2 separate regions of the Drosophila melanogaster genome follow, and region 2 is linked to region 1. Evidence: chromatin contacts called from public Hi-C data. All regions are on one chromosome and are shown on one strand. The core of a region is the stretch at or near the end of the contact, and the rest is flanking DNA. Distances in the headings are between cores, read along the strand shown. Region 1 holds the start of opa (odd paired). Region 2 holds the start of corto (corto,).

Region 1 (5,655 bases), core at 2,695-5,194:
CCTTTTTTAACAACAAAGTCAGGACATGAGCCCTAATGAAAACTAAACCATTTAACCAGAAGTGGTCACCGTAATTGGCTCAAAAGAGTTAAGGCTTGGGAAACTGTAACGCCTACCTAAATCGAAATTCCATAGAGATAGATAGAGATACCAATGCGGATTTCAAGCTGAACCAAGCCCGTACCCTGGCCAGGTAGGACGAGGTGCTTGTGTAGTACCAACGCCCACCATAACAACTTGACTCGGGCAACGGCATAATTTATGCCGGCGAAAAGTGGCCGATGGCCGAGAAAACCTCGGACAAACAGGGACAATAGCAGTCACAATTCAAATGAAAATCCATCCCGGGATGGCTAACAGCTCGTAAATCACAGATTCCGGGCCGGAAAGTTGACTGACTGCTTGACTTGACTTACCTGCGAATGCAAACTGCGAGCAGCAACTGATCATAAATTTTGTTCAAGGTCTCCTGGTTTCCGATCGCCTTTGTTTTTTGCTCTTCAATGGAAAACGCATTGCGGAAAAAGGATGTGAGCCAGTATGGCCAGGATTGCCAGGACGGCCCTCACCTTGGTGTTTATGGCATGTAAATATTTATGGTTGACATGACCTTGTCAGTCCGTGTCCTACGGTCAGCACTTCTCTCGTCACGCACTTTTTTATGATTCGTCCGAAGCAAAATTGCCGTGTCCGCTCTCCGGCAAAATATTTATGGGCATATAATTTTCCACGATTTTCATTTTCCCTCTATCTGGAGAATCTCGAAGCGATGTGTGGGCTAGATGTGCTGCCTTGTTCCGGTGTCTTCATGGCATGGTCGTAAAAAAATTGACTTTCCTAAGCTGTCTCGATTCCCTAATCCTTGTACTACCTCCTAGGCATCGCCAGTTTATCACGCCCCGGGATTAAGCATTCTGATTCAGATGTCCTCGCCTTTTTCGAGATTCGCGAATTGCCTTTTAGGATTTGGCCAGGGCCTTCTTACCTGTCTGCTTTATTGGTTGTGCAACGGGAAGTGGGTGGTTAAGGTTTCGGGTGGAGCGAGCTCACCACGTGCTGAAATGAAAAGGAGGCCCATGTAGATCGTTCATAGTTTTGGAAACTCTTTCCAAATATTAACCTCGCATTCAATGGCGTACTCTTTCAATTTGATATTATTGTGGTGTGTAATGGTAACAGGCATTTCTTGCAATTTACTATTGAACTTTGTGGCAACGTCTTTATGCTTTCATTGCACAAAAGAGTGCTAGATTTATTTTCTACGCAATTAACAAGAGTATATACTTCATACAGTACCAAACAATTCATGTGCTCGCTTAAATATTTATCTGAACATTTTCCATCTTTACTTCCATTTGTTGAAGCACATTAATCGGCATAGAAGCAATGAAAGGAAATCGCGAGGAAACCAGTTGGACAGGAAACTCCCACGCTCCCACATCACTCCGTTGACACCCCTCCCTGCCTTTTCGCACCATGGCCATTCACTCTGTGGGCTCGGCACGGAACTCTCCATCCCGCACTGGAACTGGAATCTTGAGTCTCGGCTCTGGAATCCCGGGTCTCATGCGAACCCCTGGCAAAAGACCAGTACAGTGCTCACCGCTGTGATCGCGGCATGTGCCAAAGGCGTCCACGCCAGGTTACGGTTTTATTTTGATTTCGGCTCTGACTCTGATGAGTCCGTGCCCATGCCACGCGGCCATGTCCCCAGGTTGTCCCCGACGCCCACCGGTTGGTTGCCCACTTGGTTGTGGCCAAACTGATTAAGCACAGCTGAGGGTTCAGTCCGCTGCTTTTAGGGGTGAAATCGACACCAAAATATGAATACGTCTACTAACACGACGGATTGCAAATAATCAGGGCTTAAAAGAACTCGACTATAAAACATATGGTTGGCTATGATGGAGGAAGATAATTAAAAAATCGCAAAAGCTACAAGATTTTTGATGTTACTTGGATCTTCAGAGCTTCTATTGAACTTGGAATGATTGACTGGGTCGTTAAATTCGTTTTCTGCATTGGAAAGTGGATATTCGGTCTAGTCCAAAATGGACCTCTTGAATCACAGACAACAACAGAAGCTGCAACCTGCTGGGCCAACTTGCATTTTGTTTATCTGGGCATTTTAAATTTATAATTTCTTGTTTGCTAGCGCCTGAGATTGTTTCCCCCGCTCCTTTTTTGTTATTAAGAGTTTATTGCATTTTGCGCTTCCATTTTCAAGTGGCTCGTACGGCATTATTTATGGGAGTAGTTCTATGGCAGTGCGCTAGAAATCCACTTCAGCCGACTGCTCCGTTTGCAGCCCATCATCTGCTCCAACCCGGCGGCTTCGTCCTCATCCTCCATCATCGATATGGAGCAATGGCTTCATTTCGAGTGACACTTGTCGCTGGAGCTCTGCGGGACTGGGTGCCTGCCAGCTCGGTGCACTTTCCGCTGCTTTATGGTCTTGCCCGTCTCCCAAAATGGCATTGGGGTCGGTATGACATTCGGACGACTATGGACTGTCGATTGCCGTCCGCTGATTGCTGATTGCCGCTGAGTTGTTTTGACAATTTAATAGCCGAACCGCTTGGCGGTGACGCTTTATGTCACAATTTGCCCCAATTAATTCATTGCGGAAATCAAGGTAATTAGCATGGAATCACATGGTCTTTTCTTGCTCTCATTCTCATTTAAACTTTACCAGGAAATATTGTTTTCTCAAACGATAAATTCAGGGCAATATATTTGATTAGAAAATACTGTTTTTGAATAAAAATTTGATTACTCAATATATATCCAAATTCAATTTGATTTTAATTATTATCGTTTTAAAAGCTTAAGCAATTTTTAATACTCTGCCAGCAATTACATATCAACCTTAAATTATCTACAGATGAGGACTAGTTCAAAACACGAATACTAAACGAAGACAATTTTGATGTTAACGACCTTCCTTTTGCATCGCTCAGTTTTTGGATTGTAAATAGAAAAAATCATATATTTTGAGAAGAGCGTCTGACTATATACATACAGCATAGTGTTATACCATATTATCACAAAGCAAATGTTTTGTATGAAAATAAATTTATACATTTTTGCCCTATGCAGGCGAAGTATCACTTCACAGTCTGCCCCAAAAGCCACTTTGCCGGGGCACTTAACACTCAGCAGAATCCAATCAAGTCGATTGATACAAGATTATGTATTGATTCGACTACTGCTTATTGAAAATTCCATAAATTAGCAAATGAAAAACAGAGCGTTTGGCGCTAATGAAATCTCGTACGTCTTTATGGCGCAACCTAAACAAAACGGCTGGAAATCTCCGATGTCCGAGCACGGAATGTGCTTAATATCATTAAAATCAATAAAATAAACAACTAATTTGATAAGCTGACAGCTGGGCTACCCGAAGTGGCGGGCTATTCGTCCGCCGTGACAATGAGGAGCGGGCTGGAAAATGCATCCCCGCGAGCTTTCAATTGGCTGCCCGTCGGTCCAATCAGCATTTGGGCCCCCTGCACAGGCGCACGCCGCACGCTGTCGGCCCACCACCCAATGGCCAACCGCAGTGGGTGTTAATTTTCGCGAAACCAGTTTGCCGAGCGAGAGGGCGCTATGGTCGGGTGGGTTCCAATTGGACTGAGTGCGCAGCCTCTGTGCTCTTCTGTCCGACTCTGGAGCATGCGAGGAGGCGGCCATTTTCTTAGAGTTGTCGCACTCGCACCCATGGCTCAGGCCTATCCGACAGAGTGGTGGCTTGTGCCGAATACACCATGGCAAGCGCAACTCACCACAGGCAGGTCATACGCCTGGCCTGCTCGCACTCGCGCTTTCGTTACCCTCTATTCATTTTACGTCGTGCATAGGTCGATCCCATTCGCACGCATGCGATCGTCGGCAGATATTTTCACGAGGCAACACAGCAGCGAGTTAGAATTTCAGGAGCATTTCAGTCCTGCTGCGCATCTTGAAACGTCAAGTCTTGGCATTCGGTTAGCGTCAAGTCTTGCTGCGATTCGAACGCCCCAGAAACGCATCGCGCGCGAGTGCATTACGTAAATAAGTATCAAGTCGCATGCGAAATATCTAAGAGCGAAATAAGCGCACAGTATATACAGCTAAGTGAGGTGACCTCAGTGCGTGATGGGCTCATTGGCCTAGCAAAGTGCGAATCGAAAACTTGTAGTTCAGTTCTTTCTGAATTAATTTTAAAAACATATAAGCGAGCAATAACACTGTAACCATGATGATGAACGCCTTCATTGAGCCGGCTCAGCACCACCTGGCCAGCTACGGGCTGCGAATGTCGCCCAACACCACCGCCAGTAACAGCAACGCGCAGCAGCAACAGCAGCAGCAACTGGAGATGACCCAACAGCAGCAGCAACAACAGCAACAACAGCAGCAGCAACAGCAACAGGATCAGGAATCCGCGGCGGCCACTGCTGCAGCCTATCAGAACTCCGGATATGGGCACTTTAACAGCTATGCCTCCCGGGACTTTTTGCTGGGCAGGAGGGAGGCCGAGTACGGTGTGGCAGGATCCGCCGGACAGGCCTCCGCCGCAGCGGATTCCATGCTCTTCTCCGGCTTTCCCGCTCAGGCCGCGGAGCTGGGCTCCGGGTTCGGACAACACCCCTTCCACAGCCACCATCACCACCATCAGATGCGAATGGGCATGGCGGATGCCTACGCCGCCGGCCACCCGTACAACCACCACGGCAACTTCCCGACGGCGGCAGTGCACCACCCGGTCGTGCACCACCCGTCCCACCACGCCATGTCCGCGATGCACCCGGCCGGAGCAGGGGCCTTCCTGCGCTACATGCGCCATCAGCCGGCCTCGTCCGCCTCCAGCGTTAAGCAGGAGATGCAGTGCCTCTGGATAGACCCCGACCAGCCGGGCCTGGTGCCCCCGGGCGGCAGGAAGACCTGCAACAAGGTATTCCACTCGATGCACGAGATCGTCACCCACCTGACCGTGGAGCACGTGGGCGGACCCGAGTGCACCACCCACGCCTGCTTCTGGGTGGGCTGCTCTCGCAACGGACGCCCTTTCAAGGCCAAGTACAAGCTGGTCAACCACATCCGCGTCCACACCGGCGAGAAACCTTTCGCCTGCCCGCACCCGGGTTGCGGCAAGGTCTTCGCCCGGAGCGAGAACCTCAAGATCCACAAGCGGACGCATACAGGTAAGTGTGGCGGTGCATTCCGCTTTATATTTAAACCATATTAAACCATTCATTAAACTAAGAAAATACTTTTATTTAGTTTTGGTTTGGCAGTCAAATTCTGTGTGTAATTATTCCTGTTTTATAAAGATCTTAATACTAATAGAAAGTCGAAGCCTTATGCAGATTTTAACCGCTTATATTTAGAATAGCACATGCTAGGTCTGCAATCTCTTAGAATTCACCTTGCGTGGGCATAACCCTTGCCCGCCTGGGCAAATCCCGGACGTTGTCGATGTGAGCGTGTTACCGACGGCAAAAGTCGTTGCAACGCCCACTACCTGGCTTAACCCGCCACTGGCCGGGCGGGTCATCTTTTATGACACCTGTAAAACCTGCGCCCAAAGCTCTTCCGCGCCCAGAAAATCCCGCAAAGATGTTGTCCTTACGGCTAGGATTACTCTACGGCTTTAGGTTGACTTCGACTTTT
Region 2 (6,202 bases), core at 984-3,483, 230 kb after region 1:
TGCAGCTTCCCCGAGGCGACCGCCGTCTGTCCGTAGCTGCCGGAGATCATGGCGTCCCGCTTCCCGCCCCCTGCTCCGCCGCCACTACCCTTGGCCGCGTAGTGGCTGTGGGGATGCAGCATGTGGTGCGGCGTGAGGGCGGTGCGGGCGGCCAGCGCAGCCAGTTGATCCCACTGGCCGGCGGCTGCGGCGGCTATCGAGGCCTGGGCCGCAGCTGCCGCCGCTGAGTTGGCTGCATGGCTCTGGCTCTGGCTCTGACTTTGGCTTTGGCGTTGGCTTTGGTTGCTGCTGGCACGTTGCTGCTGCTGCTGCTGCTGTTGCTGCTGCTGGTGCTGGCGGACCAGACTAGACTGTTGCTGGGGATAGTGGGCCTGCTGCGACATCTGCGACATCTGCTGGTGCTGTTGCCGCAGTTGCTGCTGTTGCTGTTGGTAGCGTTGCTGCTGTTGTTGCTGCTGCTGGGCGCTCGTAGCCGCCCGGGCTCCACGCCGCGCGGCACTACTGCTGGGCGCCGTGGCCACCGCCGCACCGCTTCCGCCTCCGCCCAGGGCCGCTCCGCTGCTCAGCGAGCTGCTGCTCACCGCCCGCGCGGTCGCATGCATGTTGTTCACGAACGGGCTGCGCCGCTGCGACTCCATCTTGCGGAAGTAGCACGGGTGGATCATCAGCAGGGGCTCCACTCTCTGGCCCGCCGGCGGCTTGGGCTGGTTGGGCAGCTCGTACTCCACGCTGCAGTCCACGTGCAGCGGGATGCTGTAGTCCTTCTGCGGCGATGGAGCGGGGGCTGCGTTGCTGTTGCTGCTGGCAGTCTGCTGCTGCTGCTGCTGCTGTTGCTGCTGTTGTTGCTGTTGTTGTTGTTGTCTGCTGTTGGCAACCGCGGCGGCGACCTGCGTTTGGGTCGCCGCCGCATGGCTGTGGCGCGAGTTGCTGCTGCTGCTGGTGTTGGCGGGCTGGTGGTGATGGCGGTGGTGTTGCTGCTGCTGCTGCTGTTGCAGCAACTGCTGCTGGTGGGCAGCCACGGCGGCGTGGTACATGTGTTGCTGCTGCTGCTGGTGATGATGCTGCTGCTGCGTCTGGCTGTGCTGCTGCTGTTGCTGCTGCTGTTGCTGCTGCAGGGCGGACAGGGCCGACATGCCGTGCGACAGGGACGACATGTCGTAGTTGGCATAACAGGCGGCCATCGTCATTGCTGTATTCAGGGGATCTTTTAGCTTTTGCTCTCGTTTCGGTAACACAGAATTCGCTTTTGGTTTGCTTATTTACTTAGATTTAGATTTTTATCATTTTGCGGATGTTTTTCGCTTTCTTCACTTTCGAAAAAATTCACTTTTGTGGTTTTATTGGCACTGGTAATCCAAAAAGAGCGGCTAACGGTAAATTTGCCGCTGCAGGTAATCCGTGAGTTGGTTGTTGCTTTTGTTTTTGTGTTTTGAGATAGGAGGAACCTTAATCCATATGTGTGTTTGCTTTGCTTTGGAATTCGCTTTAACCCGTATAATATTAGCTGCTGTTCGCGTGTTTAACTTTGTTTCGTTACGTTTATTGTATATTTATTAGCGTTTTAGTCAGTCTTTGTTTGGTTTTACATAAATGCAGCGAACAGTTGGAGCTGCTGGGTGAGTGTGAGTGCGAGTGGGTGCGCGTGTCGGGGTGAGTGAACAATCCACGTGTGTTTTCAGTCTTTTTGCCCGTTTTTGCTGGCTAACTTAACCGTTGCTTTTTAGCTACTCCTTGTCTTCTTTCCATTCGGTTATGCTCTGTTCTGTTCTTTTCTCGCGGGGGTGAGTTCGCGGAGTAGGTAACTTGTTAGTTCTATGCGCAATAGAACTGCCGAACGAACGTCTCATCCACTCCGAAGAAAAACGCGATCTGAATTGTAGTTTCTGCTTTGTAGTTTTGCTGCCGCCGCTTGCTTCTCTGCCGCGGTCTCTGCCGACGTTTGTAAGCGCAGCGAGTATGCTGAATACGGAGCGCGCACGAAAAACAGCTGTTGGCTAGACGCCTACGCCTGTGTGTAGGCTTTGCTTTTATTGTTTTTGTTGATTGTCTGCCGATTTACTTATTTTTCGTATCACAATTGGCTGCGTTGCGTTTGTTTTTGGGTTTTAACTGCGTGTTCACCTTCGACGCGACGTTGAATCTTCTTAACTCTCTTCTTCGTTAATTACGTGCCACAGACCACGCTTTATCTCCTCCTATGTCCGCACGAATCGAGCTCTTTGAAGCGACTGACTCGAAACGTCGTCTTCGCTCCATTCTGCCGACGCCTACCTGCTGTTCGGCACAGCTGATGTTCCGTGACGTATTCAGCACACACACAGTCGCAGGAGACGAGCGCAGAGTTATTGTTATTGTTGCTTTCCTATATAAATTGCATTCAATGGCCGCTCTCTCTCCCTCTCTGTGACCGCTCTCTCTGTGCCTGCGTGTGTGTGTGTGGTATACATTCAGCCATGTTACTACACGGCGGCCATCTTTACAACTGCTTTGGTCGAGACAGAGAGAGACAAAGAGGCGAGAAAAGAGCGAGAGAGCGCACATTATTTTGTAATACGATGTCTTTAACCGTTTTAGTGCTTTAATTTTTTACGGCAAACGCATTTTTGGGAGCAGCTTTATGGGGTCGTAAAAGCAGATGGGTTCTAAAGGGGTTAACGGCGAGTTGAGAGCTAATTGAGCCGCACTAAAAACGGGGAGTTGAATGAATCTATCAGCATCACCTGGTTAAAATGGGAATGGGTTATTTTTACTTATGTATTTCTGAGCACTTTGGTACACCCCTAAAACTTAAAACCCATATAATATCAACATAAGCAGTGTGATCTCCACACAACTGCCTAAAAATCCTCTGCGACGCAACTTCGAACACACCTACGTAGTTCCTTAATATAAGAATACAACAAATACCCCAAGAACCTCTCCGGTTTTGGAATACGAAAGCTAAACTGCGCACTGAGAGACTTTCTGCAGACCAAAAAAGGAAAACAAATTGCAAAAACTCAAACAGACAGCGATATTAAACATTTCTGTACTAAAAAATGGGCAATTTAAGTCAGGAAAGGGCACTGTCTCGCTCGCACACACACAGCGAGAGAGCGAGAGAGAGTGAGAAAACGGCTGGGAATTACACACATTGTAATAAATAAGGAAGGTCGTTGCCATAGCAGCCGCCGTTGGCGTCGTTTTTTTCCCCCCATTTTGTTGTTGCTGCAAGAGAGTGGCTCGCTCTGTGGGGCTCATTCAGCAACTGCTGATAACAAATCAGCTGTTTTGTTATTTGGGGAGGTGTGTCCGCGTGCGAGTGTGTTGGTGAGTCTGGCTGTCTCTCTTGGTACATATTTGTTTTTTTTTTTCTCAAAGCATATGTTTGTTGGAATCGCTGTTGCAGCTGTTGTTGTTGTGGGGCTGAAAGTTGTTGCTGTCAAGTTGCCATTGCATTTCAGTGTTGTTGCTATTCGATGTGCAAGTAAAATGAAAACCTATGTGGCGGATTTGCATTGAAGCATGTCTTTTAATCCAAAAAGTAAAACTAATGCTTCTTATTGTCTACTAAAAACTAATAATTCGTATTATGTGCTAATTATTCTAAGACTCTTAAGAAAGAACATGATTGGTGCATGTATACAAGTTAATGGATACTATTGTTTGATAGCCTTAATGATTTCCTGCTTTTCTACTGTTGTTGCCATGGTTTTGTTAATGAATTGTCTTCATTGCATCTGGGATTGTGGATGGTTTTTGGAGTCTGGTTTGGGTTAATATCGACACTATAGTGTTGTAGCTTTATGCCGACTTTTATGGTGCTGTCGCTGCTGCTTTTAAGCCTTTTCTTTATTGGTGCTTCCGCCGTATTATTTGTATGGGTTTTGGATCTGATGTAGCTGCCAGCTTTGCACTCGTGCGTCCCTTTGTGTGCTTATTTCTGCTCTGCTGTGCTGTTTTTTTGCAGCTTTTTTCTGCCTTTGGTTGCTTTCTGGATTGATGTTGCTGCCGTGATGTTGCTGCTTGCGTGCTTAATGACGAGTCGGCCGCATTACAGTTTGATTACGGGCCGCCAATTTGGAAATTACCGAACTGCTTGAATTAGCGGGCCAGTCGCTCTGCTGGAGAGCCTATGGCTCAACCCCAACCCAAGCGAACGGCCAGAACGAACAAAAACGGGCAGCAGGAAATTGGTCAAGAGGGGCAACAGACAAAACGACAACTGCCAAGACGACGACAATGCCTGAAGTGGTATAGAAAACTTCGAAATTAGAAATTCCAGACAGATAATGGTTTACTCATGTGGGGTTGGCTGAATGCAATAAAATGCGCCCTTTGTGTTTTCATAACTGGTCAAAATACTATTTATTTCCGCTGTATTGCACTGAACGTGCATCTTGCAGGTATAAGTTCAAGTAAGTTGCAAGTAGATTCTACTTGATAGGATCAGGTTATAGTTATCATAGTTTTCGCAGTCTCTTACTGCAAGCCATGGACAAAATGAGTTTCTTTGTATCGGGGCTACGATCGACTATCGAACTCGGAAGCAGTGAAATGTATAATTTGTATTATTTTAGGGCAGCTCTATGATAACATTCAGCATTCTTGTTTGTCCCCAGGACATTTTTTTGACCGTCTGTTTTGGGATCTGGCATTCACTCATTAAATCGGTCCAACCCACATTTCCTGTTTCTCTAATCTCTGTCATCGTCTCCTTTTATATTTGCCTGCTGCATCGCCCTGCTGCCCGGATTGCCTCCTTTTCTTCCCTTGTGGCATATCGAATCCATAACTCAACTGCCTTTCTCCTGCAGAAGTCCAAGTCACGGTCCTCCCGATCCGTTCTCCCCGGCCCAGTCGGCCTGTACGGTGAAACCTGTTTGCATTATTAAGTAACCGCTAGGCCGGCAACTGATCCCGACTGCGACCGGTTGCGCTGCATGGCTTCTTCCCAAGAAGACTGTGTTCTGTGTTTCGTCGCTTCTATTCCCCGACGTCTGCACGAAACTTTCGTTTTTTATACCCGCTACTCGCTGGGGGTTAGGGGTATACGCCACTCTACAAATTACACTTTGCCGAACAGTTCTTCGGTTTGGTTTTCAACCGGACCTAAATAAATCATAAATATATATGAATATCTCATTGAAATCCTAGTTTAGGTGCACTTACAGGCCAAATCTATGCTGTTTATATATATATATGTCACTATGATGCAAACGTTAAAAAAAACAAATGCTGTACATCGACAGAAACGCGCATGGAAATTGAAATATTTATAACGTGCTATTAGGTATTTGACAAAATCCTTTCTAAGACCCATGGATGAACCTTTTTGAGGCATCTGTGTGTAGGGTATCTCTTGATCGAGCGGAGCGATTAGGCAGCCCATTTCAGTGTGTCCCTCTTGCTCCTTCCGCTGCAGTTGGCTGTCTGTTTGTCTGGTCCGCTTGTTAATTCGAAATAAAAACAGGAAAATTTACTTTACAATCTGTGCTAAAATCGTAAATTTTTAGCCGGCTCAGGGGAGCGGCAGTTGCTGTTCCACGTCCAGTTTCGCAGGTAAGACGACGCTGCCGACGAGGCAGGCCAGGAGGCACGGCGCAGCCCGGCGAGGTAGGCTAATCCGCTTGGGCATGACAACGATGACTATTTGTTCTGGGCCCGGATCTCATGCCTCCCGCCCTCCCCTCCTCCTACGACCATCCTGTTCTGTTCTTTTCTGTTTGTGGTTCCACGTACTCTCGTACTCTCGAATTCTCGGGCCGTGCCTAGTTGTTATCTCTTCTTATTTAATTTTGGCTGCCATTGCCGAAGTTGCTGTGCTGTCGCCGTCTAATCTCCACGGCAATATCATCACGAACGCTGGATACCCGGCTCACCAGCTTACCAGTTCACCAGCTCCTCGGTGCAAGAGCCTGTCCGTTGATTGATGCGTTTCCCATTCGGAATTTATGCCATGGACCATTTTGGGCAAGCGCTAAGCAATTCATTTTTTTTTCAGCCAGCGGTCCTTGTATCCCCCTTTGAAGCATGCACCTCAGTCCGTTCAGCGTTGCCCGCTCGACCGCTTTACCGCTAAACAAGCGGGATTTTAGACTGCACTTCAAACTGTTGCAAACTTTTGTCTACTGGATTAATGTGGTCAAGTTATAAGATTTCCAAAACTTCGAAAAACTGTTCAAATCAAACTTTTTGAATAATACATAATTTAATCGAAGGC

What was found. A called contact is a pair of places that touch in the nucleus more often than the background predicts.
Region 2: a Hi-C map of the Kc167 cell line shows a contact between it and region 1, with 1.9 times the contacts expected there. A contact is called at or near these places in 6 of 107 Hi-C or Micro-C datasets (the Kc167 cell line, the S2 cell line, cellular blastoderm embryo and 1 more).

What each region holds. Positions count from the first base shown.
Region 1 is chr3R:4,848,869-4,854,523 of dm6, forward strand. It overlaps opa (odd paired), which reads left to right and starts at 3,945. Exons shown (of 3, transcript NM_079504.4): 1 at 3,945-5,186. The coding sequence starts at 4,238.
Region 2 is chr3R:5,084,839-5,091,040 of dm6, forward strand. corto (corto,) reads right to left here and starts at 2,234. Exons shown (of 1, transcript NM_001259993.3): 1 at 1-2,234. The coding sequence starts at 1,187.